2 separate regions of the Gossypium arboreum genome follow, and region 2 is linked to region 1. Evidence: chromatin contacts called from public Hi-C data. All regions are on one chromosome and are shown on one strand. The core of a region is the stretch at or near the end of the contact, and the rest is flanking DNA. Distances in the headings are between cores, read along the strand shown. Region 1 has its middle 18 kb from the start of LOC108460563. Region 2 holds the start of LOC108459991.

Region 1 (6,372 bases), core at 2,017-4,516:
TATGACCATAGAAAGTGGGAGGCGGCCGTGACTCTCCACCGCTCTATCAAAGGTGATAACAAACAGCAGCATCAGCTGGTTAAAGGTAAAAGTGGTCAGAAATCGATACTTTTTAAAGAGAATTTTTTTTCAGGAAAATTTTTTTTATGCAGAACGATCAAAAAATAATATTTTTAATATGCAATGTGTTTATTCGAATGGAAGAACCAGAGGCACAAAAAATAATTTAATAGTGTTCTTCTCTTGAAATTCAATTCCGTATTTTAATTCTCATTTTTTGTTGTCTATACATAAAGTGTCAAAATATATCTATGTACCTATTTGAAAAAAAAAACATAATCTTTCCTTCTAGAAAAGTTTATGAAAAGTTATGTAAATTTGCACATAGACACATCTTTTCAATTTTATATTACATTTTTTCTTTCTTTTTCATTATATATGTTTGTTATATATATTATAAATAATAAAAATAGTAGTATATATTTTATTTGAAAATACTTTATATAATATATATAATATAAATATATATGATTATAAGTTATATACAACAATCCCCATTTATTTAAAAAAACTCGAAATTATATTTAGATCACTAAGTGGTACATAGTCGAAAGTGGTTTACAAGTTGAACTCTTGAAACGAAAGTAATACATGAAGTAATATTTCCGTAACACAAAGTCATTTTGATTTCTACAAGGCAGTGCATTAAAGGGTCATGCGCTACATCTTGTAAATAACAAATACTCTCGAATTCTACCAGTCAATCCTTAAAAAGCGACCTCTAACTACTCTACTTGAATAGGGGGGCTCATCAAAAGTGGCACAACACACATTACTTATTAGATCATAAGCTATGAGTCTCATTAAGGACTATTAGTTCAACCTTCTCGCTGTGAAACAAAGAGAATCGACCAAGTAAAAGACTTTATTAGAATAGTCTCTACCCCACTTTATTTGATCATAAAATCGCATGTCTTAATTTTGAATTATATTTTAGTATCTTTACTGGAAAAAAAATGAGTAAATTAGGCTCCGTTTAGATAAGTGGATAAAACAGCCACACAGTTAAAATTACATCATTAAATATTTGTGTTGGTGTTTATATATAAGGCATAATAACAAATTTAGCACTTAACCCTACACATTTATTCAATTTGATCCCTACTATGATCTGTTATTTGAAGTAAATTAAAAAATTTGAAACTAATAAGGCTAAAAGTCAAATTTTAAAATTATTAAAAATTCAATTAAGCTCTTTTAAATTTTAAAATTAAAAAATCATAAAATTATAAAAAATATTTCAAAAAATTTAAAATTTGGGATTATAAAAATTTTGATCTACTGTTTATAAGATTTTCTAAATCTAATCCCAATTTTTCTTTAAAAATTCAATTTTACTGGGATAGTATTGTTATTTTTAATAAAATTTTAAAATTTTTATAATTCTTTTCTATAAATTTTATGATTTTTAATAATTTTAAATTTTAAAAGAGTTTAATTAATTTTAAAATTTTTTATTAAGGTCCTTTTAATCCTTTAGTCTTATCAGTTTAAAATTTTCCAATTTATTTCAATAAAAGATCATAATAAGGATCAAATTGAATAAATATATTGCTCTATATATAAATAACAAAACAAATATTTAATGATATAGCTTAATTACTCATTCATCTATCATATCTAATCTAACTTACCCAATTTTTTCAGTAGCCATTTCGTAGGTTTTTGTTTCCTTTCCTTTTAAGAGCATATTTGAAAATTGAAACTGATGATCAAAAGAACCGAAATTAATCTTACACATATCTAAACATATTTAGTTCAAGGTAGTTAATATTGTACATGTCAAGTATTCTCTTTTATTAGTATTGATACGTATCAGTATTGATTTATTTTATTTTAAATTTATTTATATTTTTAAAAATATTATATATATATATATATATATATATATATATATATATAAAAGAATAGGAATGATCCATCTACATCAGTGTAAAATTAAAATGGTTTTACACTCTTTTGTAATTTTTCTATAATCAATATTTTAACAATCCAACCATTGAATTTAGCAAGATATTTGTACTTGTCATGCATGTAAAATTTTGAGCCGATTCAATATCTTTATCATGTCGATCTAAACGATTGTCTATATTAATATATATTTTACAATTGAAGGTTCTTTTACATAAAGCAAATAGTTAGAAATTTTTATTTATACCAAACTTAACATAAATGATCAATATGAATGTAGCATGAAACATGACAGATCTATAAAATTTACACTGAAATGTGTAAAATCACTTTAGTTTTACACGATGTATGTGGATCCCCATAAAATATTTAAAAATATAAAATAATAAGACTAAATAAATCTCAAATAGAAAATATTCATAAAATTAAAGCTTTACTTAAAGTGGTAAATAAAATATTTAAAAATGTTGGTGACATAAATTCAAATCTCACTCTAAATAAAATTTACGACACCAAAAAAAAAATCATAAATTATGTAAAATTTGTTTAACAAGCTTCACAAGCTCAAAATAAACAAGCAAAACATTTACAGAATAGTATCTAATACACTACCAATGGAGTTTTTAGACTCCACAAGTAGAGTCAAAGGGTTGCCACAGTGGTGAAGCAAGAAATTTTTTTTTTTTGAGGACGAAATTAAAATGTATTTTTTACGATAATAAAAATACAATTTCGCTATTTTAATATTCTACATCTTTATAATTTTAAAGGATTAAATCAAATATTTATTATTTTGGGGACCAAAAGATAATTTTACTATTACTAATTTAAAATTGTATAAATTATAAAGGACCTAAATAGAAAATTTTTATTTTAGGGAATTTAGAGTCTCTATCACCTCCCTTGTGGGTTGACATATGTCTTATAAGAATAAGGGTATAGTAAAATACTAAAAAATAAATATTTAAAAAAGAAAAATACATAATAAAATTTTAAAACTACTTATGAAATAAAAAATATATTATTAGTATATGAAATATTAACCCAAAGTTTATTCCATAAATTAAAGAGTAATGCCATCTCATACTATGCACATAAAATTAATAACTCAATAAATTCAAAATGAATAATAAAAGGTGAATTTATATTTAAAATATATTTTAAAATTAAATTTTGGTCACCTTGTCTTCTGATCCATGAACCAAAAGTTAAGAAACTGAAGGGGTCCCCAGTCCCCACTTCCAAATTCCACTCATCGACTATGACGTAACCACACTGCTTTTAGCTATCGTGTGCTAGACTCAATTTAGGCCTGTCCTAATGGATCCGTGGTCCACTACTCTAATACCCCATTCCTATACTGGTTCCTTGTATATTGACCACAGCCCAACTGGCGTGCTATTTTGTTACAGCCTTTCATTGGGGAATAGTATATTATGGGTGATTGATTACTAGACTTGTCCGTCCATATGTCTATTCCAAATTTAAAGAAATTTAGATAAAAATATTAAATTTTAAAAAATTTAAGTAAAAAAATTATGTTCGTTTAAAATATGAATTAAGTATGGTCAACTCAATTTTTTAATTTTCTAATATATTATATTTTGTTATTTTTATATATTTTATAATTTATAACATTTAAATATAAAATTTATAGTAACATAAAATAATATAATGTAAACATTAAAAAATATTAAATTGATTATATATTAAATTTTAATAAATTAAAATATATAATTATTAAATTAAAATTAAAATAATATAAATATATTTTTAAAAATAAAAATATAGTATGAGCTGATCTAAAATGGGTTTGGGTTATCCATTTATAAATATAGAACGAGTTTAAATAAAATTTTAAACCCATATTTCGACCCGAGTAAAACTTAACTTAAATAAATATAAAATATATTAATACTATACTTAAACTCGGTCCTATCCAACCCAAGAAAACCTCTAACCCACATAATGTACAATTAATATTTGCTCTAAACTCCAAACACCAACAACTATTGTCTTTTAAAACCACTCCATAATCTTTATGTATGTGTATATTTATATTCTTGGAGATATATGAGTGGTTCATATATATATATATAAGCCTGGTCCTAGGGTTGTTTGAAAGTGCAATTGTTTAGGGTTAAAGGTTGGAAGGGGTTAAAATTTTTTTTTTAACTTTTAATGTCGAAAAAAAAATTTAAGACTTTTAATTTTTCACCATAAATGCTTTATCTCTTAAGACCCACAAATTTTTTAATTTTTATTGTATTTTATTATATATATATATATATATATATTTGAAAGGGTCCAACTTATTATTTCGTCTATGACCCTAAAAATATCAAGAATGGACATTTATACATACAGATTTGCTTCTCAAGCCATACAAGATTGCTTTGAATATATGAGTAGGATTATCCCTCCTTTGCAATCAGAAAATGTGTGGCTGACTGTTAAACGAGGAGATGATGTAACAATGTATAATAACAAAAAAACACAACATAAATAATGCAAAATAATCTTTTATTGAGCTAAAATATATTGTTCATGTGTTCAAATATCAGAATTTACGTTAAAGAAAAGAAGAAAGAAGGGTTATTAAAACAACAAAAATTCTTTAAGTTGGTTCTGTAATTTGTTTTTTAAAAATTAAATTATAAAAATAATTCCTCAATTATGTTTTTTTCTATTATGATCATTCAATTATTGGTCATTCAATTCAGTAATAAAATTTTTAAAATTAAATATTTTATTCTAGTTGTCGTTAGATGAGCGACGGAAAGTTGATGTGGGCTTTTTTTCTTGTCCTAATAACAAATTTAGCCCCTCTAATATTTACACATTCTATCGTTTTAATTCTATATATAAAAAATTCAACAAATTTACCTTCATCATTTACAAAGTTTGTCATTTTAGTCCGAATTATAAATAAAAAAATCAATAAATTTAGCTCTCAATATTTACAAAATTTGTCAATTTAGTTCTCTAATTCTAAAAACTTAAAAAATATATAATTAAAAAAAAGTCATTTTTAGACCTTTTACCCTTTGATTTTTTTTGCACTCACTTAGAACCTCAAAGCTAACCAACAGAAACCTAATGAAGCAATTTTTTTCCTTTTTTTTTTCCCTAATTCAAATGTAAATAAGCCCAAGCTAGCTGGGGAATGCAAGGTTTTTTGAACTGGATTGGACTGATTGGTCGGATCGAGAATCGATTAAGTTATCAGTCTAGAGAAAGGCTGTAACACCCCACACATGTACCCTATGCCGGGACGGAATACGAGGCGTTACTTAACTTGAACACATACATTCACACGGTTCCAAGTCACCATAATTAGGTCAAATATAAAACTTTTCCGATCTTTATCAAAACTCCATAATAAAGGCCTATAAGGCTTTAAACGTTCATTTAAAACCATTTGGGAATATTTCGGATCTTCCCACGAACTCTGAAAAATATTACTAAATACAGGGGCACACGCCCGTGTGGGGGGCAACACGCCCGTGTGACCATTTTAACATGGTCGTGTTGTTGGTCTGTGTGGTCTACACGGCCTAAGCACCTAGGGACACGCCCGTGTTCTCCACTCGTATGGAATTAATTCTAGATTCACACCTACAGGGGTTTTCACACGACTTGGCACACGCCCGTGTGCTTAGCCCGTGTCCTTCACACGGCCATGACACTCCCGTGTCCTAGCCTGTGTACAAAAACCTGGACATTCTGTTTCTGACGTCACCAATCCTTAAGGGCCACACGGCCAAGGCACACGCCCGTGTGCTAGGCCGTGCCCTTCACACGGTTGAGACACACAGACGTGTCTCTGCTCGTGTGTTTACTATCATGCATATTGACTTGCATATTTTACATGCAGGGGACACACGGCCGGACAAAACTCCTATGGGGCTGGCCGTGTGTCACACACGACCTAAACAAACGCCCGTGTGCCTATCCGTGTGGACAAAATAAGGCTATTTACCAAGCCTCTTTGCCACCATTACTTACATAACCTGCATAAGATCACTCTATACCAATACAATGGCACATCATATGGCCAAAACAACCACAATAGACAACATTTCAATTGTGCAAATTTACTCATCAATAAAAAGTAACATCTTCTACACAATATCAAAATGAATATTGACCATTATCCATGGCCTTATACAAAAATGAAAGGATTTAACCCAAGCCACATATTTGGCTAATTTCTCAAGGACACAAAACAATAAAGTCTAAGCCATATAATGCCATACTAAAAAATAAAAAGTCTAATTATACCGAGTGCTTCAGATGATAGTGTGATCATAGCCTCCAACGTCCGTTAAATCCTCGAGCTATTTAGGCGTCACTATAAGAAAATGGGAAAAGAGAGGGAGTAAGCATAAAGCTTAGTAA
Region 2 (6,372 bases), core at 1,536-4,035, 55 kb after region 1:
ACTCATAGGAACAAATCCAGTGGAGACAATGTGGGGCTTGTAGTTCAGAGGATTAGAGCACGTGGTTACGAACTATGGTGTCAGGGGTTGGAATCCCTCCTTGCCCACATCAAGCCCAAAAGGGAAGGACCTTTCCCTTTGGTAGAGGTAGAAAAATCATGATCGGGATAGCAAACCCAAAGTTATGGAACTTGAGAGCTTAGGTCTTTTGCCAAAATGGAGTGGCCTTTTATTTATTATTTATCATATATTTTTACTTTTCTATTTTATATATAGTATTACCTGCCAAAAGAAAATAAAATAAGCATTTTTTTATGCCCTGTGACTCTTCCTCAGTCAAGCTTGGGCAGAATAGCAGAGCAAGTACAAGTATTAGTAGCATAGAAAAATGTGCTCCTCGTCATTAAATTAATGTGTTTTCTCGCGGTAACTGTGGCCTCTCGGGAGAATCGATGACTACATCTTTAAGGCATGAGTTCTAGTTTTATAAATGTTTCTTCGTAGGAACATTAATGAATCAGATCAATTATTCTTCGTGCTTTGTAAGCAAACATACATATATGTTGACCAAAAGTGTATACTTCGTTGGCAACAAATAATTTAAAAATATAAAAATATTCAAAAAAAATACAAATTAAAAAAATTAATAAATTAGGATGAAGTACATATTGGTTGTCATGCGGGCTACCATGTTGAAAATTTTAACATTTTAGTCAATATTTTCATTTAAAACAATTAAGTAGACTCTTTTTAAAAGGTTGATGATCAAATTTAGCTAAAATAAAAAAGAATAAAAATCGAATTGACAAAAAAATGTAAACATTAAAGGCTAAATTTTACATTATGCCTATAACTATTAAATCTTAAAAGGGATAATATAATTTTTGCCCCGTGAACTTGGCAACTAGGTCCATTTTGATACCTGTACTTTTTTTATCTACTTTGGTACTTAAACTTGACAACTAGATTCATTTTGGTCCTTGAACTTGAAAAATATAAAAGTTTGATGGCATGGCCTTTTGAGATCGTGCCACATCATCACTTGAAAATTAAAAAAATATATAAAATTTTAGGTGATGGCGTGGTACAATATTAGAGTGTAACATACAGTGTTCTAATAACTAGATTAGTGATTGAACTAGTTAGACCATTAGTTCATGGTTCAATCGATTGCATTGGGTCTACAACTATACCAACAATAATTAAAAATAATAATTCATAATTCTATTATTTTAAATATTAAAAAATTTATTAAACTGGTTTAACATGTTCAACTATTGGTTTTTGTGTTTTTTTTATCGGTTTCGAGTAGTTTTCAATTCAATCAGCCCAACCCCTTTGTTTGGACTAGTATATGGTCGATTATCGGTCCAATCAGTCTGACCAATCAATCTAGTCATATTCCAAGAAAATTGATCATATCATCAAATCTTGACGAAATTCAAGTTCAGGGACCAAAATGATTCTAGTTGCAAGTTTAGGTATCAAAGTGAACCAAAAATAAAAATAAAAATATCAAAATGTATCTAGATGCCAAGTTTATAGGCCAAAAATTATATTATTCAAATTTAAAAGTGTAAAAGTGTAATAATGAATTATATAAAAAAAAACCTAAATTCTTTTGCTTTCTTCCTTACCCATATATCTCAAAACTAAAAATCAAAATGAGAATTTTAGAAATTTTTGTTTTGAAGAATTATGCTTAAATATTTGATTTTTTTTAAAAATTAAAGATATTATAAATAACTAGCAAAAATTAAATTGAGGTGAGACAAGGGTGGGAATGGATGTTTCCAACATCCATGAAATTGGTAGTAGTTTTTAAGATTACACATCTATAATGGAGCAAAACGGATGATAATATAGAGCATGCAAACGATGCAGCAATAGTGGATTTACCAACATCCATCCCAATACACTCCATTCTCATACCTAACTAAAAACTCGTATGGCTGCTAATGTAATAACATAGGGAAATAGTTAGACATAAAATAAAAAATAATTAGTACAAATTTAAACTTAATATTAGAAAGATGAGTAAAAACTCTTGTAAAAAAAAAAAGGAATTTTTTTCTCCTCTTTACTAAAAATAAATAACGAGAATGGTTAAATATTACCAATTTGATTAGTTTATTATTAACTTATATATTAAAACATGCATAAAAATAATACTCCAACTAACGTAATATTAATACAAAGATAATGTTTCAAATATAAATCCTTTTAGTTACTTGAGATACAAAGCTAAAAGAGTACCAATGTTGATAAGCATTCTCGTTAAAGAGCCAGTCGTAACTCAACTCTAAATGTAGTTGGGATACAATGTCTTTTTTCTAAGTTGACTATTGGATACCAGGCATCTCATGCCAATATAATATAAAGCCTAGAAATGAGGATGGGTCCAAGAAAGAGAGCATAAATCCGGGACCGGAGATTAAAATCTATATAATTAATGCCATGGATGTGTCAGCCACAACAGCTCGAATATCAAATAACAAAATAACGTAGTTGGGGAGGATGATATATCTTTTTCATACCAGAACGAGGTTGTTGTTTGGATGCTTCTACGTCCAATCAAAGTTAAGTTCCTTGGTGGTGATAATTTAAAAAATTTGCCATCATCAATTTATGAAAGGTACCATGTGTCAATCATTCAATAACACATATGACGACAATCTTGGTCGTGACTCGTGATAAGAAAAACATTCTGTGTCGGATGGATACGATTGGTGGTCGAGAGTGCATGGAGTCAAAGTCTTTCGCCCTATTTAAGACGCAATTTAGCCGCTTAGGTTGATATAGAAGTGTAAGGAGGACACCCATCTCTTGATTTTTATCTCTTTGTCTGTTTCACTTGGTTCTATCATCCACTGCTATGGCAGAGGTGTGGCATTATTTCACCATTTATTTATTTTCTTTAATATTACTATGTCATATGTGCTGTCTGTTATTTACGGATTAGCTAATCTGATATGTTATATATTTATGTGTTAACTTCATAAACTCTACATTTTATGTTTCCAAAATAACGAAAGATTCATTATTTGAGTTGAGTTTGTGTATTTACTTTTGATTAGTATAAAAATAATAATAATAATAAAAATAAAATTAAATATTAAAATGACAATATAATATAAAACAAAAATAAATTAAACATACCGTATTACACCGTCTATACAAACTCACTCTTAACTTTTACATTCTTCGCCAATACTTAGTATCATATATATATCATTGCAGAAAATAAATGGAAGAATGGTAATACCTATTTTAATATAAATATAATATTATATGTACAATTTTCTATCTATCTTATTTTTATATTATTATCTAAGTATATGAGTCTAATGTAACAAATCAACTCGACATTAATTTCATCAACAAAATTCTTAAAATAATTTTAAATAATTTAAATAAGTTTTATTATTACGAAAATGCTTTTGTCATTTTTTTATTTTAAAAATAAATTTTATTACATATGTGTTACTATTATTAATTTCAAACCTTACATTTTATTATTTATTGTATGTTATTTTTTAAACACGTGTTTTAAATTCTTGGTTTCACGCATATACATATGGGGTAGAATTTTAATTTTTAATTTAAGTGTGTGACTGAGTTGGTGTCAACTCGACACTAACTCAGTCAAGAAAATTATATTTTAAATAAGTTATATTACTATGAGCTTACTTTTGTCTTCTTCTTATTTAAAAAATCAATAAAAATGTTGAAACAGTTGAGATTTAAACTCATGCTACCAACATCGATAATTTTTTCACCACTTTGACCAAAGCTTTATTTTTATGTTTTTATACATTTTAATTTTTTTACACAAATTGTTTTACCCACATTGTTCGTATATATTGATAATGTCGTTGATTGAATGAGTTGGTGTCATGACCAACTCAAGAAAAATGAAAATATCATGATAAATATTTAGATTACATTTAATATTCTTAGTCGATATATTTACTTATTTGAATTTTTTACGTACAATTTAAATTAACTTTTTATTTTAATTTTGAACATATTGTATACGTGTTGTTATTGTTATTATTATTAGTTTCAAATATTATATTTCATTATTTCTTGTATGTTATTTTAAAAAATATATGTATTCTAAATATGTTATTTCTATATACATACACGTGTGACACACGTAATATATATATATATATATATATGTATGTGCATGTACATACGTTCGCTTAAGCGGTAGAAATCGTGAATCATGAGCCGCAGACTTCAATCCCCCTAATATAACAGCGGAGGATATCTAGGATATCCAAAGTCCTGAACAATCCATTTCCATTGCCACGTTTAGGAGCACTATACTGGGTTGAATTGAATTCAGTTATTTCTATGTACTAAAATAGAAATTCATTTTCTATGAGATGGCATTGCATTAATTCTCTCTTTCTATATATCTATTTCTTTTTACAACTCAGAATCAATCCGAGCTATTTCTGAATAAAGTGAACACTCGGTTAATAGATCACAATTTAAATTATTTAAGTACTTAACTGAGTAGTTTTCACGAGTCAACTCGGTACTAACTCTATTAAAAAAATTATAAAAATATCTTTTCATAATTAAAATAAATAATATTATTTGAGGATATTTTATTCTTTTACTTAAAAGAACAATAAAAAAATTACATGTGATACAATTTGAACCCAAGACATTTATTGCTCAAACAAAGTTTTAAGTTGAAATAATTTGTGTATTTTAATTTTTTATGCATATTTTATTACCTATAACAATCGTATATTTAAACTATTATTCTTTATTTATTTTAATATAATATTTACAATTGTATTCATATAGTATTCTTAATTTGATATATTTATATATTTAAATTTCGTTTTACTCACAATTTAATCTTAATTTTTCATTTTAATATAAAAATATTTCATATATTTTTATTAGTTAATTGTAAATAATACATTTGATTATTCATTGTATGTTATTTTTAAATACACTTTTTTATCTATGATTTTGATGGAATTTCTGTAGTATGATAATATATATATATATATTGCTCTTTTCTTTTCTTACCTATCACATTGATTGATAAGAGCACTGTTGTAGGGCACAACAATGGTGTTGAAAGTTGACCTTCAGTGCTACCGCTGCTATCAGAAGGTCAAGAAAGTGCTCTGCAAATATCCGGGCAAGTTTGATCGATCTTTTCTTTTCTCATTATGATTTGTGCCTAAATTATATGCATGAACAAATATATATATAACATAAATGAAAACCGATTAAATGTGATGTAATGGTGTTGAACAGAAATAAGAGACCAGAAATACGATGAGAAGGCAAATACGGTGACCATCACTGTGGTCTCCATCGATCCTCAGTGTATCAAGACCAAGATAAGCAGCAAGGCCGGAAGTTGCATCAAAAGCATTGAGATTAAACCGCCTGAAAAGAAAGCACCTACTGAAACAAAAGATAAAGATAAGCCCCCTAAGAAGGAACCTGAGACAAAAATAGTATGGATACTTTGTAAGGTATGCAACACGTGGCATCCTGAAGGCCCATGCAACCAGACCATATATATTCCACTCCCACTGGCAAAGGCATGCAATGAGAATTGCGGGAAAAAAATGTGTTGTAATGGTTGTGGGGGCAGTGGGTGCAAAAGCTGCTTAGGTCATGGGTGGATCAGCTGGTATTGTGGTGCTTGTAGCAGCAGCAAGGCTTCATGTAAAGGTTGCGGTAGCTCTTCGTGTAGCGGATGCAGCAACTGGTCGTCCTGGTCATGCAGCGGGTGTGGAAGCTCTTCTTGTGGAGGGTGTTGCATAGGTTGCGGAAACAAATCATGTGGTGGGGGTTGTAGTGGTAGTGGTGGATACGGATACGGATACTACAATAGCTGGAGTTGCAGAGGGTGCAACAGCACCTCTTGCGGAGGATGCAAAGGCTCTTTTTCGTCTTTATGTAAGGGGTGCGGCAGCTTTTGGTGCAAGGGTTGTGGTGGTGGTGGTGGATCATGTGGTTGTGGGAGGTGCGGCCGTTGTTATGATGGGAGTGAACATAAAACGTCAGGTTATTGTACACCCATGTGAGGTGGAGAGTGGATAAAATGTATAATCTATTCCATTTGAGTGCCTGCCTTGGCTTGTTCTTTTACGTTTTGTTTTTCTTTATTATTACGAAATTTGGGTTTGCTATTTGCAATGTTGAAGCAGGGGAGGAGATGAATAAAATGGATGAGTGGAGTTGTGGTTGAATTTTCTTCATTTGCGGTTGGTTGAGGAGGAGTTTACCAGCCTCTGACCGTATGTCTTTACATGATTCCTTTGAGTAATTAATAAAACCTTGACTTGTTTTTTAGCCTAATTTTCTTGAAAGTGTGTCAAGAAG

What was found. A called contact is a pair of places that touch in the nucleus more often than the background predicts.
Region 2: a Hi-C map of leaf shows a contact between it and region 1, with 3 times the contacts expected there. The contact joins the promoter of LOC108459991 here to the enhancer-like site in region 1. A contact is called at or near these places in 3 of 5 Hi-C or Micro-C datasets (all in leaf).

What each region holds. Positions count from the first base shown.
Region 1 is chr6:10,919,300-10,925,671 of ASM2569848v2, forward strand. No RefSeq gene overlaps it. Among protein-coding and RNA genes, the nearest start is that of LOC108460563, 18 kb to the left of the region's middle. Within about 2 kb of position 3,267, at least 1 of the 2 cell types and tissues checked has an H3K27ac peak or open chromatin away from gene starts, as enhancers often do. A contact at or near this core is called in leaf, where this site is marked.
Region 2 is chr6:10,974,375-10,980,746 of ASM2569848v2, forward strand. It overlaps LOC108459991, which reads left to right and starts at 2,786. Exons shown (of 3, transcript XM_017759376.2): 1 at 2,786-2,884; 2 at 5,092-5,173; 3 at 5,293-6,372. The coding sequence starts at 2,876. The coding sequence ends at 6,074.